Regions from separate parts of the Triticum aestivum genome. Here region 2 is linked to region 1. The links are chromatin contacts, called in public Hi-C maps. All regions are on one chromosome and are shown on one strand. Each heading gives the region's core, a stretch centred on a gene start, on an enhancer-like site or on the middle of the called end of the contact. The rest is flanking DNA. Distances are from core to core; before and after follow the strand shown.

Region 1 (3,132 bases), core at 217-2,716:
AATTCTCAAGAGTGAGAAGCTGTGTTATCTCTTTATATAACTCCTCATTGAATGTCGAGAAGACTTTAAGATCCTTGACAAGAATATCTACCGCCTTCGCTCTATCATGCCTGTTAGAAATTATTACAGCAAATTAGTAAACTTTAGTTTCAACCAATGCCAAAAAGAGGGGACAGGAAACCCCTGATCCTTTTCAGAGTGGGGTACAAATCCACAAGAAATGCAAGAATATTACCTATCAAGCGCTTCCAAATACTTCTGCTTCCTGATCTCAAAGAAGATCTTCATCGAATACCTATTGTCGTCCACCTTGGTGAAACCTGAGAGATACCTTTCCACCTCATCCCACTCCCCAGCATGGACCTTCTCCTCAAAGTACTTGACGTTGAAGTAAAAGCCCGACTCTTGTTCAAGCCTGCAGCATCATGCATCATCAAAATCACATAAATTGATTGCAATACTCCATTTACTGATGTTTTACTCGGAAAAGGCGCCGCACAGGAGACAACAATGCCACGCAATCACTGGACTAACTACTTTTTTTATCTGGACTAACCACACTTGATCTAGAAGATCTCACTTTCTACGAATTGAAGTGGCCGGCAGAGAAGAGAAGGAAATAGTCTAAGTTACGGCAGAAAAAAAACTGGTAGCTCATTATTATTTGCGCACGCTGAAGGAAAAAGAAACAAGAGGAAAAAGACACGACTCACGCGATCGCGAAATTTCAAATCTACCCCTGAACTGCCCAACTAAAAGGGAAAATTGCGGTAGAGACTAAGCGAATCCATTTTGACTAAACTAGATTAAAGAACAATTATCACGGAGAAAAAAAAGGTAAGAACGACCTAACACGAAACTTCGCAGGAATTTACCGCGCGTACGGAACAGATCAAACGGAGCAAAAGTAATAAAAGGAAATAAACATTTCTCCCCATGAACTCAAAACCCAAAACAAAGTAGTACTACTAGACGAGAGAAAAAACACCCGGAGATTTATTTCGGGGAAATCGCGAAAAGGAAGAAAAAAATCACAGCGCACCGAAACAAATCCCTAGGGGCTGGCTTCTGGAGCCCAGCCAGCCACCAACCGAGAGAGAGAGAAAAAAAACAGCCCACGGGCCGGCAGGGGAGGAGAGAGACGGCGGCAGGGTACCGACTTGTGCACGGTCTCCTTGAACTTCTCCTCGTCGAGGAACTGGAGGATGAGGAAGACGAGCTCGCGGCTGAGGGACGACATGGCGCCCGCGCCGCCACCCAGGAGCTCGATCTGGCCCGCCGCCGGCGCTCGCGCGGGCTCGGAGGGAGCGGGCGAATTCTAGGGTTCCGCCGGCGTCGTCGCCGCCCCTCTCGTGAGGAGAGAGAGATGGAGAGATGGGTGGGGGGAGAGAGAGACGGAGAGATGTGGAGGGAGGAGGAGACGGATGCAGAGGGAGAGAGAGAAACTTTAGTCTCGCTTTCTTCGATGCGTTGCAGACCTCTCGCCCTTTTCTCTCTCCCCACGCCACCCCCACTGGCTTATCTGCGATACGCGACACGTCGTATCGATATGCGCGAGTGCTTATGGATACGCTGGGGGTCTTATATGAGAGGCTGGGAGAAGCGGAATCGAAGGGCGTGGGATTAAATCGGGTGGATATTCGTGAGCTGGCGTCCGGTCGTGAGGGCGACGTGGGCGCGAGACGAGTCGGGTGCCCGTGGATCGCGACGCAAGAGCCTGCCGCCACACGACACGACACGATACGAGACGAGACGAGACGTTGGTTCCTTAAACCGCGATACGAGTGGACGGTCTCTCGGATCGGTTTTGCGTAGCGTGGACAGGGTAGTTAATGGCGTACCACCGACTGACTGAATGGGGTGACGTGTATTGATCGTGCACTATCCAACCAGCAGGTACTGAAACTCATCTCGATTTGTGAAATTGATCGGCCATATGTGTCTCCAACCAATCCGTTTGACTTGGTTTTCTCAGTTTGACCGAGTGAATGCAAAAAATGTTGAAAACTGTTTCATCCTCTACTTCTCTCGCTATACCATGCTTCACTCAAATCTTTGATTTCCAAAATAATCCAGATCTATTATCAAAGCTCAGCGGAAGTATAAAACGTCTTGAACATAATAAAAATTACATTAAGATTCCATTCCAAGATCCCCAAGCAACCACTACCGCCGCCAGAACAAGCCGCCGACGCGCTACTGTCGCCTCTTCCCTACCGGAGCCGGCTTGACCTTGTCGATGACAGCCAGGAAGTCTTCGTGCACGTGCTCCTAAGGACCAGCGCCCTGGAGCCGTAGTCGTCGCCGTTGAACCCGCACATAGATCTGAAGTATCTAACACCAAATCTCGCCGTAAGCAAGAAACCTAACCTCACCTCCCGAAAGAGACGACAGGAATCTATGCCGGAGCTCCATCGATTACGTCCAGACAAACGTGCTCAAGAAGGATCGGAACCCGGAAGACAAACTCGAAGAAATAGCGCCGCCATCCGCATGAGCACCCCACCTGCGAGAACTAAAAATCCCTAACCTAAACTACTAACTGGAGCGGAGGCACCGGGATTCCTTTCCTCGCCAACGGCCACCGGCCACCGGAGCGGCAAGCAGAGGAGAGGCGAATCCACGAACTCGCTGGCGAAGTTTGGAGAGAAGAGTTTGCCCTGGCCGCCTTGGGTTAGGGAAGGAAAACGATAAACCCTATGCTTCACTCCAATCTAAGTGCATCTCCAAGGCGGAACCTCAGACCGCCCGCAATTGTCCGGACCGCATGGTCCAGACGTGGTTTGCCATCCAACGTGGCATGTATCGGTCCGTCGAGCGGTCCAGACGTACTTTTTTCGACAAACCCGAGACAAACGTGGGGGGCTTTGCGGGAGTCCGGACAGCAGCCATGTAGGCCTTCGACACCCCCGACCCACCCAAAACCCTTCTCGGACCCGCGACTCCATCCTCCCCATTTTCTCTCTTGCCTTCACCGCCGCTCCACCACCCCGGCCGCCATGCCACACCCCTGCTAGAACTATACGTCTCTATCACCTCCAGCGTTCCAGTCGAGCTCCACCCCGCTTCTCCTCCGTCGCCGTTCAACCACTCTCCTCCAACCGCCCCGCCAGGTACCATCCGCTACTGCTA
Region 2 (3,132 bases), core at 245-2,744, 200 kb after region 1:
TTTTTTAATACTTCCTCCGTTCCTAAATATAAGTCTTTGTAGAGGTTCCACTAGAAACCACATACGGATGTATATAGATACATTTTAAGTATAGATTCATTCATTTTGCTTCGTATGTAGTCCATTTAGTGGAATCTCTACAAAGACTTATATTTAGGAATGGAGGGAGTATATGGTGCTATTATGGGCTCGCACAAGGTTTCTTTTATTTATTTATTCCAATTTCATGTTTATTTTCTATATTATTCTCCCGTTAAAAAATAAATGTAAGAAAACACTAGAACTAACATAAACTTAAATAAAGTGTTAGTGCATTTGAAAAATATGTTCAACATATTTTTGGAAAAGTCTTAGCTGTATTAAGAAATTGTAAACGTGTTTAAAAAAAGTATGTCATGCATTCAAAAAATTGACAACATATATTTAAAAAATGTTCAACATGTATTAAAAACATTATTGTATAAAATTATTTTTATATTCCTACAAACATGTTTTAACACATTTACAGAATTTGAAATTTCTATAAACATGTTTGACATGTTTTAACACATTTTCAGTATTTTATAATATACGTCAAACTGTTTGAATTCACATAAATTTTCGAAAATGTTCATGTTTACCTATTCAACCTACACAATAATGAAAATAGAATAAATATTTAGAATAGACAATAATTGATAATTATTGTAATTTATGTATGACTAAACAGTAGTAAATTGAAAAAAGGTAAAGAACATAAAAGGAAATTGCAGAGTGCCAGTCGGAATGTTTTCTCCTTTTTTGCGGGAAAGCGATAGGTAGAACTGATCTATATAGGAAACCAGCTACAGTAGTCTTCTGTCCGGTGGCTAGCGTGCAGGTTTTGAACCTGGACGTCCTAGTTTTGGAACCCATCGGCGAGGCAGTTTGTTTTTGTGCGGTATTAACCGACTGACACATGGGACCCGTGTTTGGCTTTCTTATGTAATATTACTAAAAAATATGCGGGTATTTTTTTTGCCAAAAAGTTCTCACGCGCACTGTCATCCACTGACATGTGGGCCAAGGCCACGTGGGCAGGACGTACACCCGGGTAAGTACGGAGGAACCGTATTTGCATCATAGGACAAGTTATAGCACCAATTTCGCGTATTTTACAACTTTGAGCACCAAAGTGACCGTGCTCGACAAGTTGAGACACCTTCGGTGTATTTAACTCAAGAAAGAAAGGATGCTCCCTCCACCTCCTCACCCACCCACCCACCCACCAATCTCTCTCGCCTTCTCGCCACGCGAATATCGCGCCCGAACGAACCCCCAGCCGAGCCGAACGCGAGCACGGGACGACGAGACGGTAGCAGCAGCAGTAGTAGTACGGCACGAAGTGGTCCGCTCGTTACGCGGCGAGAGAAAGCGACGGGTCTCGTCATCTCGCGCCGCGCCTCGCCTCGCCTCGCTTCGCTTCTCTCCAGGGGAGCGTCGGGGTGGGTGGGGGCCCAGGTGCCCGCGACACGGGTGGTTGGCTCTGGATCTCTCCAGAAAGCGGAAAAAAAAACTCGCGGTCGAGGGGGCACGCACGGGCAGGCGAGATCGCGAGAAGCTTTCCTTTTCCCCGCCGAGCAGATCGCGAGAAGTCGGGGGAGAAATCGCCCGGTTGGTGCGAGCTGGTTTGTGCTTAGGGAGAGAGTGAGAGAGAAAAGAAATGGCTTTATTCATTATTGTTTTGATTTCCACGGGGGGTTGCCGGGACGTGGACGGGAGATGGAGCGATCGACACGACACGACCGGAGTACTACTACTACCAGTAGTGGTGGTGGTGCTCGTGGGAGCTAGCTGCTGCGTGCTGGGGTTGCGTTTGAACAGAGCACGCCAGGTCGCCGCGGGCCACCATCTTTTTTTCTTCTTTCTTTTTTTTCGCGGCGAGGAGGCTTTTATCTTTGTGTGTGTGTGAAAGAGAAAAAGATTCTTTTTGGACGTACGACAATCGCTGCGGCAGTAGCAGGGTACAGTCACCTGTGGTGAGCCTGAGTGAGACATCACCTCCAGAAGCGCAGCAGGGTAGGGGTACTCTCTTCTGGAATTAATGGCTCCACCTGTGATGCGTGTCATCATTTTTCTTATCCTTGTGGAGTGGGCAACCGGGGCAGGGCCACCGGATTAATGCCCACTTCATGTCTCTCGCAAGTGGCCGACTCCCTCGAAGGAATCCCTTAATTAGAGCATCTTTAGCATATCCTTAAACCGCGCATCACATAAAACGTGTAAGAGCAAGCACAATAAGGTACAGTCACGAGGTTGTAAAGAGTAAAATAATATCTCTATGCTTAGTTGAAAGAGAAAGAATAAAAGAAAGAATGTAAGCGGGCTCTCATGCAAGAGCCAGCTGCTGCACGTGCTCCCAAGCACTATGTGAGAGTGAATGATGGGTCTTGTATTAATAAAATAGCACATATTTATAGCTAATTGTTATACGTATTGGCTATAAGGTTGGTTATAGATGACATGACACTTTCTTATAGCCAAGAGTTGGCTATACTATTAACCATGCTCTAAGGGCTCTCGTAAACGAATTCTACGTAACGAAACGTGCGGAGACAAAATAGATCCTACATCAGGATCAAAATTCACCATGATTTTAAAAGTTAACAATTCATGCGTTAATTAAACATAGTCATACATAGATGGAGTTCCACACTGAGTTCATACATCTTAATTTAATATAGTACAACCGGAAATTTAAAGTAGTTCATACCCCGGGGTCTACTTCTAATTAAACTTCACCAGGGTTCTATTTGTCGGAGTCCCTGTCGTCGCCCTCGTCGCTGGAGATGACCTCAGCGGGCAGCGGCTTCCCTCCGTGCAGCGTATCGTGGATCAGCTCACCGGAGAGCCGGGTTTGGAGCTGGTACTCCGCCCAGAGCGCCGACAGCTGCACAGCCGCATCTTCGGCGTCGGCGGCGGTCCTTGCAGCAAACCACGCCCGCTTGGTTGCGAGCTACTGCTGGATGGCCAGGTCGAATTGCCGGGTGTAGCGCCGGAAGGTCTTCCACGCACGGGACTTGGCGTCGCGCTTGCACGCCGCCTCCTGTTGCCTGTTTGACACAGGAGGGCGGAAGCCGGAGCCGCCGGCCTCGTCGTCGCTCCGGTGCTCCA

The links. A called contact is a pair of places that touch in the nucleus more often than the background predicts.
Region 2: a Hi-C map of leaf shows a contact between it and region 1, with 9 times the contacts expected there. The contact joins the enhancer-like site here to the promoter of LOC123078046 in region 1. A contact is called at or near these places in 3 of 5 Hi-C or Micro-C datasets (all in leaf) and 1 of 1 datasets of contacts at active chromatin or transcription factors (leaf).

Annotation. Positions count from the first base shown.
Region 1 is chr3D:162,314,607-162,317,738 of IWGSC CS RefSeq v2.1, forward strand. It overlaps LOC123078046 (protein TPR1), which reads right to left and starts at 1,467. Exons shown (of 25, transcript XM_044500434.1): 1 at 1,161-1,467; 2 at 236-415; 3 at 1-110. The coding sequence starts at 1,240.
Region 2 is chr3D:162,513,932-162,517,063 of IWGSC CS RefSeq v2.1, forward strand. No RefSeq gene overlaps it. Among protein-coding and RNA genes, the nearest start is that of LOC123074427, 12 kb to the right of the region's middle. Within about 2 kb of position 1,495, at least 8 of the 8 cell types and tissues checked have an H3K27ac peak or open chromatin away from gene starts, as enhancers often do. A contact at or near this core is called in leaf, where this site is marked.